2 separate regions of the Xenopus laevis genome follow, and region 1 is linked to region 2. A link is a contact called in public Hi-C data. All regions are on one chromosome and are shown on one strand. The core of a region is the stretch at or near the end of the contact, and the rest is flanking DNA. Distances in the headings are between cores, read along the strand shown. Region 1 holds the start of cttnbp2nl.L (CTTNBP2 N-terminal-like protein). Region 2 holds the start of LOC108708176 (suppressor of tumorigenicity 7 protein homolog).

Evidence for each region. Hi-C and Micro-C count contacts between places; a contact is called where the count stands out from the background.
Region 1: a Hi-C map of the XL177 cell line shows a contact between it and region 2, with 5 times the contacts expected there. The contact joins the promoter of cttnbp2nl.L here to the promoter of LOC108708176 in region 2. A contact is called at or near these places in 2 of 4 Hi-C or Micro-C datasets (the XL177 cell line and the XTC cell line).

Annotation. Positions count from the first base shown.
Region 1 is chr2L:77,744,593-77,751,069 of Xenopus_laevis_v10.1, forward strand. cttnbp2nl.L (CTTNBP2 N-terminal-like protein) reads right to left here and starts at 3,263. Exons shown (of 5, transcript XM_018246608.2): 1 at 3,116-3,263.
Region 2 is chr2L:77,344,478-77,351,347 of Xenopus_laevis_v10.1, forward strand. LOC108708176 (suppressor of tumorigenicity 7 protein homolog) reads left to right here and starts at 5,589. Exons shown (of 15, transcript XM_018246603.2): 1 at 5,589-5,942. The coding sequence starts at 5,774.

The sequences.
Region 1 (6,477 bases), core at 2,013-4,512, 400 kb after region 2:
AACAACCCCCCACGTTTACATTCATGCCCAGCCTCTCAGACAGCATGGTTGTAATCTGGGCATGTATGGACAAAAATTGTGAACAAATATATTCTATAATATTTACACTGTAGTGAGACAGTTCCAATAATCTGAGTCATAATTATGGTGTGCATGTCACAAATCAAAAGCCACTAGTTCTGTGCTTTCTAAATTACAGGAAGAGAGCCAAATTGAATGTTAACACACACTTTACTCTATTATAACATTCAACAATTAGTACATCGACTATAAGATTTAGAGGTTCTCAACAAAATAAACCTCTTTTAATCTTACACCAATATAATGTGAGATTCCTTAGCCAACATGGCAGTATAAAGGTGGCCATACAATGATATTATGCTTATCAGACCAACTGACCCAAGGTCAAGAAGGTCTGAGTATTGTTGCATTCGTTCAGGCCATCTTCAAAAAGGCGGCAGACAAATGCGTTAGAACTGCTGTAAGTTAGCAGACATAACATTTTTAACATTAAAGTTAACTTTTAGTATGTTATAGAATGGCTAATGCTAAGCAATTTATCAAATGGCCATAATTTTTTCTTTTTTAAAGTTTTTATATTATTTGCCTTCTTCTTCTGACTCTTTCCAGCTTTAAAATGGGGGTCACTGACCCCACCTAAAAAAAGAAATGCTCAGAAAGGCTAAAATTTATAGTTATCATTACTTTTTTTACTCATCTTTCTATTCAGGCCCTCTGCTATTTATATTCCAGTCTCTATTTCAAATCAATGCATCTTTGCTAGGGTAATTTGGATCCTAGCAAACCAGATTACTGAACTGCTAAATGGAGAGCTGCTAAAGGAAAAAAAATACAAGTAATAAAAAATGAAAACCAATTGCAAATTGTCTCAGAATATCACTCTTCATACCAAAAGTTAATTTAAAGATGAACAACCCCTTTATTTTTAATCACGTATAAGCAGATGGGGTAATCTAGAGCCCCAGATAACTCAGGATATTTTTTAAATCTGTGAAACTTGAAAATGTTCAAAGCCAACCACCTACTAGTGAATGTACAAGGCTAATGACACAAGGAGTTTTTTAACTACCATAGTTCACCCAGGGAGAACCACTTCCAATAACACCTTGCCTATGGTAGGCCCTAGTGCTGCCACTTCAGCCCCAATGTCTATTATAAGCAGCATGTTTCCCATTAAAATAAGTGGCTGCTGCCAAGAATGCCGGCATGGCCACTGTGGTTCATCCCTAAGTCAAATACAGTGAACATCCAGTTCCCATATATAATTGTTCTAATATGGTAGACTCTAACGTGATTCCGAAATGTATTAAATATGTCAAAAAACAAATTAATATAATATCCAGCACTAAACTATTTTATGAATTGCCCCCACCTGCCTCCCCACAGCATCCCATAACAAACCTGTGCTGCAGCTCCTGTCCCTAATTTCTCAGTTGGTGACGCCTGCCTTTGTGATTTCCAAGTATGCATTCTTTGTGTTTTGCACATACTAATGCTTTCTTTTTCTATTCAATTTTTTTGTATATTTGTATAAAATGAGTCTATGGGAGACAGCCTTTCTGTAATTTTGAGCTTTCTGGATAACTGATTCTATAGATATATATAGGCTTAATGCCTCATGCACAACTGGGTTGTTCACAAGAGCTAAAATTCAGATCTGACTTCACTCTCTTGATGTAAAGAGAAATCACAGCCACTGACTTCTGTTAACGTTCATTGCAGTTTCTGGGTGTGGGATTACATAAAAAAGAAAGCACAAAACAAATGCAAATGCATACTCTGAAATCACACGGTGTTGCAATGAATAATACTGCAGCTAAAGCCAATCAGGCCAATGTCTATGTGTGCCCCATGTCTATGTGAGTTTTCTCTCAAGTCTAAATACATACAGGTAGTTTTATTGGCTCCTCATGCAGCTGACATTAACCTGCCTGTATGTTTTTGGAGTGCAAGAGGAAACCCTTTTAGACATGGGGAGAACATGCAAAGTTGAGCTAGTGCCCAGGTCAGAATCAAAGGATCCCAGAATACTGGAGGATACCAGCTTGCAAGACAACTGCACTAACCACTGAACCAATGATGAGCGTTGTCTTTAAAGTACTACATAATATGCTTGTGCTATTTAAATACAAGTTAATTGTTAATAATCCGATGTCAATAAAATTCAGTGTATATGACTACAATCTTATAGATGTGACCATAGGTGCCTCCAGCCAGAAACATTCTACCAGATGTACATGAAGTCTGAAAAATTGAATTCTACAGAGTTCTATATTTAAGACTTTTAATGTACTGTAAACTTCTGAAAAGCCATAACACAATGGGAATAGTTGGTACAATAAATACAATAATAACACATCTGTATGCCATTCACATTCATATATTGAGCACACAGAATCACAGTAAAACCTCAATTCAACAACCCACTGATTTTAAGTTTTCCTGAATTTTAGTGGTCCCACCAATTTTTAATGGAGTTCACAACATTTTTTCTGGGCCCCTGAAAAACATACATAAAACGGGGGCTCTGTTGTATATGTAATCCTGTAAATATATTTCATAAACACATCTGTGTACTAAATGTGCAGTCTAAAGCCCTATAGTGGATAAAGCATGGCATCTAGGTGCCTAATGGGAACTATAGCGCAGGACCAGGCTGGGCAGTTGTTACAGTCACCTAACATGACAATACAGAAAAGCAATCTCTGCTGCACTAAAGCACCAACAGTCTAAGCACAAAAATAAGCATTAAGCAAAATTGTATTTTTGTAACAATTCATCTTTTGTTTTGGAATTACTGCAACACACAGATGTGTGGCCTCTTGGCCAGTCAAGCTACTCACTCAGGCACACCAACAGCACAAAGAGAAAGTGGCAGCAGCAGTTGCAATGCAGTTTGTAAGGATGTGCAGCGTCTGAGCACAACCATCCAACAGCACGGTCTCAAAGCACAGCTGTATTGAGCAGCCTTGAGAGGCCCCCGTGAAAAAGAAATGCTTCCTGATGCCTCCTAACCCCTCAGTGTTCTATGTTCCCACCCAAAACCCACTCACAAGCCTCCCGACACTCGTGGAAATAAGATTTTGTCACTTACACTTCTCCTTTGTTGCAGAACAGGACACAATCAGGCAGACTCCAAGGAAGGTTTCCTCCCAACTCTATTCATTGAGGACAGCCCTCTCCTTTTCAGAGCAGAATGTAAACAGGCAGCGGATTGGCTCTCCTGCTCACCCTTAGGGATTGGGCTGCGAATGGGATAGGCTGCGTTCATTGCACTCAGCCAAGCCTGGCTCGGTGTATTCTCTTTCAGACCGTGGGCTGGAGGGAGCCTGCTGGCGGGGATGAGGAACAATGTGACTAAAAGTAACGTCTCCTGCAGGCTGAATCTAGTTCCTAGTGTAAAGAAACAGTATCACTTTACTGTCAATGTATAAAGGAACAGTATCATTTACTATCACTAGCTGGAAGAACAATAAAGAATATGTGCAATATAGAAATACAGGAATACTAAGGGGTGCAGTGTAGAATCACACCCCGAGATATGTGTATTGCCGTGGAAGGTTTTAAGCAGAGGTTTGGGATACTATGTAAGTTTATGACTGTGTAGGTGTGTATGGGACAGTGTGTAGAGCCCCTGGTTATGTGTATGGTAGTGGGGGATTGTGTGGGCACAACCTAGGGGTCCAAGGTTTGAGTATGTCCATAGGAGGGCTGGGGCTGTGTTGGGCCCCTAGGCATGTGTGTGGCTCTAGGGGTTATTGGGGACCATAGGTATGTGTGAACATCATGTGCCTGGACCACAGTGGCCACAGTGTTGTACCCCCAGGTATGGCTATTGCTGTGGGGTTGTGGTTTATGCGGATCCCATGTAAGTTAGAGCCCCTGGGTATGTGAATGGCTGTGAGGGGGATGGAGCAGTGTGGGGTCCCTAGGTATGTGCAGGCCCGGACTGGCAATCTGTGGGTTCTGGCAAATGCCAGAAGGGCTGCTATAAAGTGCCATAGAAAGTCAGTATTTAGTGGGCTGGTGGGGTCTGTTTGGGCCTCTGTGTAGGCTGATTGGGCCTCTTTGTACCTGAAATGCCAGGGCCTATTTTGACTCTCAGTCCAGCCCTGGGTATGTGTATGACTGTATAGGAGTTTGTAGTAGTGTTTGAGAACCATAGGTATATGTGTGGATGTTGCAGTGTGTCTGAATCCAAAAAAAGTTTATAGCCATGTGGGGGGGGGGGGTTAGGGGAGTGTGGGGCACTGCAGCTCCCATAGGTATGTGTATGGCCATGAGGTGGGTTTGGTACAGTGTGCTGGGACCCTAGGTATGTGTATGAGCATGATGGTGCAGGAGGAACTGTGGGCCTCTTTGTAGTGTATGGCCATGGGGGAGGGCAGTGTGTGTGGACCCTATTTATGTGAATGAGGTGGATGCTACAATTTCCTCTTCTGAGGGCCATAAACAAACCTGAGTCCCAACACTGCACCAACATCCCTTATGACCATACACATACCTAGGGGCCCTACTCACTGACCATTGCCATAAACTTACTGAACAAGCACTGCCCTAAATCTTCACAGCCATAAACATACCTAGAGAGGTCACACACACTACCTGATTTGTCCTCATGGTCATACACATACCTAGGGGCCCTAATACACTGTCCAAACATCCCTATGTCCATAAACTTACCTAAGGTCCCCACACACTTTCTCAACTCTCCCCTACCCCAATGGCCATACTGATACCTAGGGGTCCCACACACTGCCCCAACTCTTTACAACCATTTACATATTTAAGGGCTCCTAACCCACCCCACTCACATACTGATATGCCTAAATCTCCCTTTAAAGGAATACTGTCATGGGAAAAAAAAAATTTTCAAAATGAATCAATTGTGCTGCTCCAGCAGAATTCTGCAAATCCATTTCTCAAAAGAGCAAACAGATTTTTTTATATTAAATTTTGAAATCTGACATGGGACTAGACATATTGTCAATTTCCCAGCTGTCCCAAGTCATGTGACTTGTACTCTGATAAACTTCAATCACTCTTTACTGCTGTACTGCAAGTCGGAGTGATATCACCCCCTCCATTTCCCCCCCCCCAGCAGCCAAACAAAAGAACAATGGGAAGGTAACTAGATAACAGCTCCCTAACACAAGATAACAGCTGCCTGGTAGATCTCAGAACAACACTCAATAGTAAAAACCCATGTCCCACTGAGACACATTCACTTACATTGAGAAGGAAAAAAAGCAGCCTGCCAGAAAGCATTTCTCTCCTAAAGTGCAGGCACACGTCACATGACAAGGGGCAGCTGGGAAATTGACAAAATGTCTAGCCCCATGTCAGATTTCAAAATTTAAAATATAAAAAAATCTGTTTGCTCTTTTGAGAAATGGATTTCAGTGCAAAACTCTGCTCGAGCAGCACTATTAACTGATTCATTTTGAAAAAAACTTTTTTTCCCATGACAGTATCCCTTTAAAGTCTTACAGCCATACACAATACAACTGCCCCTCCCCCCAATAAAACAAACATGAACACACAGCTCAGAGCGTGGTAATAAATAGACCACCACATATGCAGACTACTGTATCTGCTGATGTAACATGTGTCCTATTGGGCAGCGACTCTAAATCTGTTTCTGCTTATAGTTTTAAATATAAAATGTGTGACAGTGACATTACAGGTCACATAAGAGTGGCATCACCACAGGTCTTCTACAAATTATGAACTAGCAGCTAATATCTCCTCACCTCCTTGTAGGCTGCTTCTGCATTGACAACATCTGGAAAACTTTCCTTATTAATGTGATAAACTCATTTGCTTCCTCCCCATGCTGTCTGTAGAATCCCCAAGGAATGTGGATACATGATAACACATATAATTGTCAGTGCACACAGCTAAATGTATCCTTTTTTCTGTGATATCCATTGCACAGTACAGGTATGGGATCTGTTATCCAGAAACCTGTTATCCAGAAAGCTCAGAATTAGAGGAAGACCATCTCCTATAGACTCCATTTTAATGAAATAATTCAGAATTTTAAAAATTATTTCCTTTTACCTGTAATAATAAAACAGTACCTTGTAATTAATCCCAACTAAGATATAATAAATCCCTACTGGAAGCAAAACACTCTATTAAGCTCAATTAATGTTTATATGTTATTATAATTAATTAAGGTATCAAGATCCAAATTACAGGAAGTAACCTTATCTGGAAAATACAAGCTCTGGAACATTCTGGATAACAGGTCCCATATCTGTATTTATTAATTAAATGGGAATTTGAAGTGTTTTTTTTTTTCAAGCAAAATCAATACTCCCATGCTTTTGTAGTTATGAAAACGTTAACTACATGAATATGTTTATCTAAATTTATTAAAGAAAGTTATGCATAAATTAATGTCAGATGTATATAAGAGAAAGGGGGGGCTTTGTTGAGTGTAAAGTTGTA
Region 2 (6,870 bases), core at 4,339-6,838:
CCGGCGCCGGAATTTATAGACTTCTGCCTGCCCCGCCCCTTTTGTGACATCGGGGCGGGTCTATGAATAAAGGGGAGCAGCGGGCCCGGGTCGGATGTGGGTAGGGAGCGGGCGGGTAAGGGTCAGATGCCGGTCGAGAAATTCTCGACCCCCACATCACTAGTACTCACATATCAGTGCTAAGTAAACACAGCGGAGCTCATGGGCGCCATCTTCTGGCTCTTCTGTATTCTGCGGGTCCTCTTCCCTTCTGCAATTTCTCTCACTTTTGGCGCATGTGCAGCTGCTACAAACCGGAAGACTGCTCCAACTGCACATGCGCCAATACGGCCTTCACTTAAAGGATAAGTAAACTTGATGAGGGTGCTATTCTAAGCACTTTTGCAATGTACATTCATTATTTATTTTTCTTTAATTCCAAGATATTAAGGGATTTGTGTACTGTTAAAATGAATGAATTTTGTTACAACAGCACCACCCGCTGGTCAGTTTCCAACTATTATGACCACCAAGTAGTCAAGGAAGTTGTCAAGAGAAAGAAAGAGGCTGCTCTGATGTTCTTCTGTTTAGGAAAGGTTTGAGAAAGGTTTCTATATTTTAGTCTTAAGCAGAAGAACATCAGAGCATGCTCTTTCTTTCTCCTGACAACTTCTTTGACTACTCGGTGGTCAGAAATTGACCAGCAGATGGCACTGTTGTAACAATATGAATTCATATTAACAGTGCACATATCCCTTAATATCCTGGAATTAAAGAAAAATAAATAATGAATGTACATTGCAAAAGTGCTTAGAATAACACCCTGATGAATTTTACATTCACTTATTTTAAAGGTTTACTTATCCTTTAAGGAAGAATACCGAAGAGCTGGAAAATGGTGCCCAAGAGCTCAGCTGCGCTTACTCTGCACTGATATGTGAGTACTGAGTTAGGGGCACTTTCATGGGTAATCAACCATGCAGGGGGGGAGCAGGGGGGACTATTTAGGGTAGTAAGTAGGGGCTTTTCTTATTGGGGAGTTTAGTTCTCCTTTAAGCTGCTAGTCTCAGATCTCCCAAGAGATTTGCTTACCTTAAATAGTTACAATTGTTTCTTTGCTTATCTTAAATTGTAACAAAATTATCCAAGTGCAGCTGCTGAGTGTTTCAGAAAGTTTGTATCTTTTTCTGGTATCAGTGCAGGAGATCAAAGAGAAAGTCAGAACATTTCAGTAAGAAACCCGGGACTGCGGACTGAGCTGTCAAAATCTGGACTGTACCGCAGAAAATGGAACAGTTGGGAGGTATGGGGTCTGCCTTTGAGACCAATGTAGACATTTTTCTCAAAAACTTCAAGCAAGCAGGGAAGGTACAGTCTATGAAATATATTTCCAAAAGGTTAATACCATGCAGGCACAGAAGTTAGCCCAAAAGTTGGAAGTTAGCCCAAAAATGAAGGCTTTCGTGATTTTAGGTCAACCTCTGCTCCGCTCAATGAGCCTGCACGAAAGCAGGCTATGCACTTTTCAGTGATGATCAATGAAGCTGGGAAGCCAGAGGATCCATTTCTCTCAGCCTGCACAAAAAACACAGGCTAATAATCATAATAACCCCAAAAGCCAATGCTCTGTGTGCCATGGCCCTAACATATTGGCAACCCCAGTGAATTCATATTTTCATTGTATTATAAATGATTTGATACAAGGTTTGATACATTTCCACTCTGCAAGCTATTGTGAAAATGGTTGCTTTAGGCTCTGCTTCCGCTAAACACCACAAGGAGGTTATTAGACTTCCTGAATGTTCAACTTCACTTTTTGTACATACAATTTCAAGTTTCTGCAGTTCTAAATTAAATCCCAAAGAGAAACAATAGGTTTGAATGTAGTCAAGCACGGCAAAACGTAAACTACTGCATAATGAAAGAAAATGCAATTCTATGCAACCTGCAATATTTTCACTGGTTTAAGTTATTAGTAAATCTAATTTCAATTGAAAGCTGTATTTCTCTGATTGTTTATTTCATCCGTTCTCCTGGCTCTGACTCATAATTTAACAGAATTTCAGCAGCCAGCTGTTATCTATGTAGTAATCAGATGCTTCTGAGATTCCAAATTGGAGAGCTGCTAAATAAATTATAAAGTAACAAAAATAAAAAGGCCAACTGTCTTAGGGCTCTTACAGGGAGCGCAAGTATCTATTATGTTATCCAGGGTCGGACTGGGGGGCCCGGGGCCCACAGGGACTACTGTCCAGGGCCCCTTTCGACCCGCCCCCCAACCCCTACTGCGACGCGCTGAGCGCGCGCACACAAAGGCGCCGCTTGGCGCACCAGCGTGAAGGCGCCTGGCGCATGCGCAGAAGGCGCTGCGCTGATCGGCGCTGCGGGAGGGAAACTTTTTTAAAGATATCTGGAGAGGTGTCTGGCCCGGCGGAGGCCCATTAAGGGTCGGGGCCCACCGGGTATTTTCCCGGTGTCCCGCCGGGCCAGTCCGACACTGATGTTATCTATTCCATTCAGCCCACATGCTAATTGATCATATATTGATCATATAACTGTAACGCTTAAAGTGGACCTGTCACCCAGACACAAAAAGCTGTATTATAAAAGTCCTTTTCAAATTAAACATGAAATCCAATTTCTATTTTTTATTAAAGCATTCATAGCTGTTGTAAGCTCATTTAAACATCTCAGCTGTCAATCAAATATTGTCTGCCCCTCCTGTATGCCTTGGGCATAGAGGCAGGGCAGACAATTACTTTCACTTTCCATTCAGCACTTCCTAGAAATCGCTGCTCTCCCCACATGCCCCCGTTCTCTTAACCGTTTAATTGTGTAACCAGTGCATGGGGGTGGACATCATTCTGGTTCACAAACAAGATTCTGAGCTGATGCAAGGCTTGTCTTAATAACAGTGTCCACAAAATGGCTCCTGCCTGCTTGCTGTAATTATGAATTCAGTGCAATTAAAGTTCATTTTGCTTGACCGATGTGATAAAATAGAATTATGAATAATTTTTTTGGGTGACGGGTCACCTTTAAGTAACTATAATTCAGCCTGAAGCAGTGGTTTCTCAACTTAAGAGATGCAGGTGTGGGAAAAGTAATGGAAAAGTACATTCCTCCACTGCTCCCGAAGATTCTGTCTCTTGGAACCACTGGTTCACAAAAGTAGAGTGCAGAGCGAAATGACCTGGGACAGGTTGGGTGCAGGTCCTACAATGGAAACATTTTGTGTGTTTGGGTTGGGTGCAGGTTGAGTTTCTCCTGACCTGCATATCACTAGTATGCAGTGACTATATATATATATATATATATATATATATATATATATATATATATATATATATATATATATATATATATATATATATATATATATACTATAGATATAGACGTATACTGCTATAATTCTGTAAGTTTCAGCTGTCACATCATATTCTTCATCATCAGTAAAGGACCCCTATAGGCCCTGTCCAGGTCTGTCATCCACAGGATCTTAAAGTTGTCAGGCGAAAGAAAGACCTAGGCAGAGTAAAGTTGAGATTTGGGTGGAGCAAGGGCAGGACACAGAAATGTAATCTGTCGCTGATCATCATTGCCATTTTATTAATTTATATAGCCCCACAATGTTATGCGAGTACTTTTTAGTTGGGAGAGTCATATGCACATCAGAAAGTACATGTCATATACATGTACAAGTACATATAAAAAGTTCTCTTTTACTTCATTATTATCTTTCTACAACATTTTGTAATTTTCCCTGTATCATTCCCTGGACAAAAATACAGGTTTAAACTCTAACATGAAGTATAATTGCAAAATACACAGCTCTGTCCATTCATTGGATTTATGTAGCCTGAAATGTATGACTGTATGTGGTTAACACGCCACTTACCTTCTCCCAGTAGAGCATGTGTTAACATGCTATTAAGGTGGGCTCTTTCTGTACTTGTGGAGGAAGGGTTAACCACACCGAATCACACACACAAAGCTGATCTCAAATAAATTGTGCTTCTTGAAACTGCATTGCAATATTATCTAATGGTACATACTATTAGAAGAAAAAAAAATTTTCATAAAAAAACACTGATCTCTCAAATAACTTAAGCACTAGTGGTTCTTGAAACAAAATGATAACTGTTTAATTTTTTTGAATGGTACACAATCTCTGAGGTAGTACTGAGGTGTTAACCCTTCTTGGCCTCCTTGTTGAAGCCTCTGCCTGCTCTACTAACTTGCCTCTTACTTACTCCTATAGCTATTACAAAGCTTTTCTGGCACTTATTCATCTACTTAGGCCTAACTCCACCTCACACTCCTCCAGCAACTGAGACAGAAACATGTGGTGAATTCCCCTTTTAAAGACTAGGGAATCCTGAAGCCCCTTGCCAGTCACTGAACTGTCAGGGAAATACTTTAACCTGAAATGGGAAACAATCCCCATCTTAATTGTAAAACAGGTCCAACGCTTAGCTGCCCAAAACCCTCTTAGGGGCTACCTGAAAGAATACCACATAGGTGGGAAGTTAGAAATTGGAGACAATGCATACCTCCCAACTGTCCTGTTTTTTTGCAGGACGGTCCCAATTTTGACAACTCAACCCGCAGTCCTGGATTGCTAATGAAAAGTCTCTCTTTGATCTCCAGCACTGAACAGCCAAAAAAAGGTAAAACATTTCTAAAACTTAATTAAATAATAGACATTTGTCAGAGAGCCCAGAATACGTGGCAGCTGCACTTAGATACATTTGAAACAATTTAAGATAAGTAAAGATATCAATTGTAACAATTTAAGATAAACAGGTCTCTTGTGGAAACTGTGACTTACACCTTAAAGGGCATTTCTCCTTCATTAGCAAAACTGTAATAACACATAAAATCTGACCCTCAAACTCCCAGAAATGTGTACTTTACATAGCCTGCAACATTTTGTAAAATGGATGTGGTATTTAGGGGGTGTGGCCACAAAATGGGTCTGGTCAAAATGTTTGTCCCTCTTTATATTTTCCAACTATTGGTATGACAATGGCATATGGGCAGATAAAAGAATTTAAAATTACAAATTGAGAAGGGGAATGACTTGCAAGAAGAGGGGAAAGTGCAAAATATTAGGGTACAGAGAATGAAAGGAGGAAAAAAGGCTCATTTAGGAGAGGAGTTAATTTAGGGTAAAAATAGTAGTTAGTCTTAGAGGTTAATTTTATGCCACAAAGCAATATGCTTCTGCACTTGCCTTGCCTGTCTGCATTTGCCAGTGCTGTATACTGATACAGGGGGCCCTGTCTTACCTTTTACTGGTATTTTGCTTCAGCAAGTGCAAGTAATACTATAAGTCTATCCACTGATCCCCTATCCATTTTACTTAGGGATTATATTGGCACATCTTGGCTTCATTGTGCTCATTATAAATTTTATATATAAAAGTATACTGGTCCATCTGGGTTGTGTTTCCATAAAATTTTTATGACATTTAGGGGTGTGGGCAGAAAGTGGGTGTAGTTTAAAAATTCTAATCTGTAACTCGCTAAAGACAAGCGGAGGGCGTGCCTATTTACCTCCTGAGGCTTTTTTTTTGGTGAGCCAATCGCATGCAGCGCTTCAGATTCAATAGGTTTACCGCGCCGAAATAGTAAAAGCCGCGTCTACCCTCAACTTTCTGCAACAGCTAGACGTATTTGTACCAGTGAAATGGCATACTACTGTAGTCACACCCACATACAATCCCCACCCATTTTCCATGAGGTTGGCCACGCCTTTAGGATTGGCTGTCTTGAAAAGATAAACAATTAAAATGGCAGACTCTGATAACTCCGGTTTTTCTAGTACAACGCTCTTGAGCCGATTGAGAGGTTGGGTATCTCGCTGCTGGGCATACGCTTGGGTATTCTTCATGGTAATCTCGCTGGTGACGCTTTATCACTTCCGAGTACCCCTTCGTCTTTACGAGAATTTGGCGTCCGGTGAGTACAGTACGGTGCGGTACTAGGCCGCGCTAATGGAGCTGTTGCATAGCAACGGGGACTTCCTGCGTCCTAGAATGTATGCGTTCCAGCTGGGCTCCAGCCCTGCTGCGTAGCAATACAAATTTATTTCTGTTTCATGTCGCCTTAGGTACCCCCAGTAACTATGTGTGGTTGGTTTATCTGTGCAAATCTGTAGTGTTTACTTTAGATAAAGTCTCTGGCAGATCTGTCATGTTGAAAACTGATCAGCCATGCTTGCAATTGCTGATTTACATAAGTCTGGTGGGTGCATTTGCAAGAACCTATAGTGTATTTAGCGACCCTTTTTATTAAAGGGGTTGTTCATTTATGAGTTAATTTTTAGTATGATGTAGAGAGGCATATTTTGAGATCATTTGCAGTTGATTTTCATTTTATTATTTGTGATTTTTGAGTTATTTTTCTTTTTATTCAGCAGCTCTCCATTTTGTAGTTTCAGCAATCTGGTTGCCATGGTCCAAATTACCCTATCAAGCATGCACTGATTTGAATAAGAGACCACATGAAATTGGAGATGGTCTTAATAGAAAGATGATTAATAAAAAGTAGCAATAACAATACGTTTGTAGCCTTATGGAGCATTTGTTTTTTAGATGGGATCAGTGACCGTGAACAGTGAAAGCAGCAAAAAAGTCTGAAGAATGCATATAATGAAAACCAATTCAAAAGTAGTTTATAATTGCCCATTCTATAACACACTAAAGGGTGAACCAGGTGAACTCACTTAGGTGAAGTGAACCACCCCTTGAACCGATTGGTCACTTGGGCTTGTGGGAAGAGGGCCATGCTGGCATTAAGATTGATGCCACATTGAAAAAAATTTACAGGCAGTCATGCCAATTATATCAAAAGCTGCCCACAATCCACCCACCATAGCACACATTAA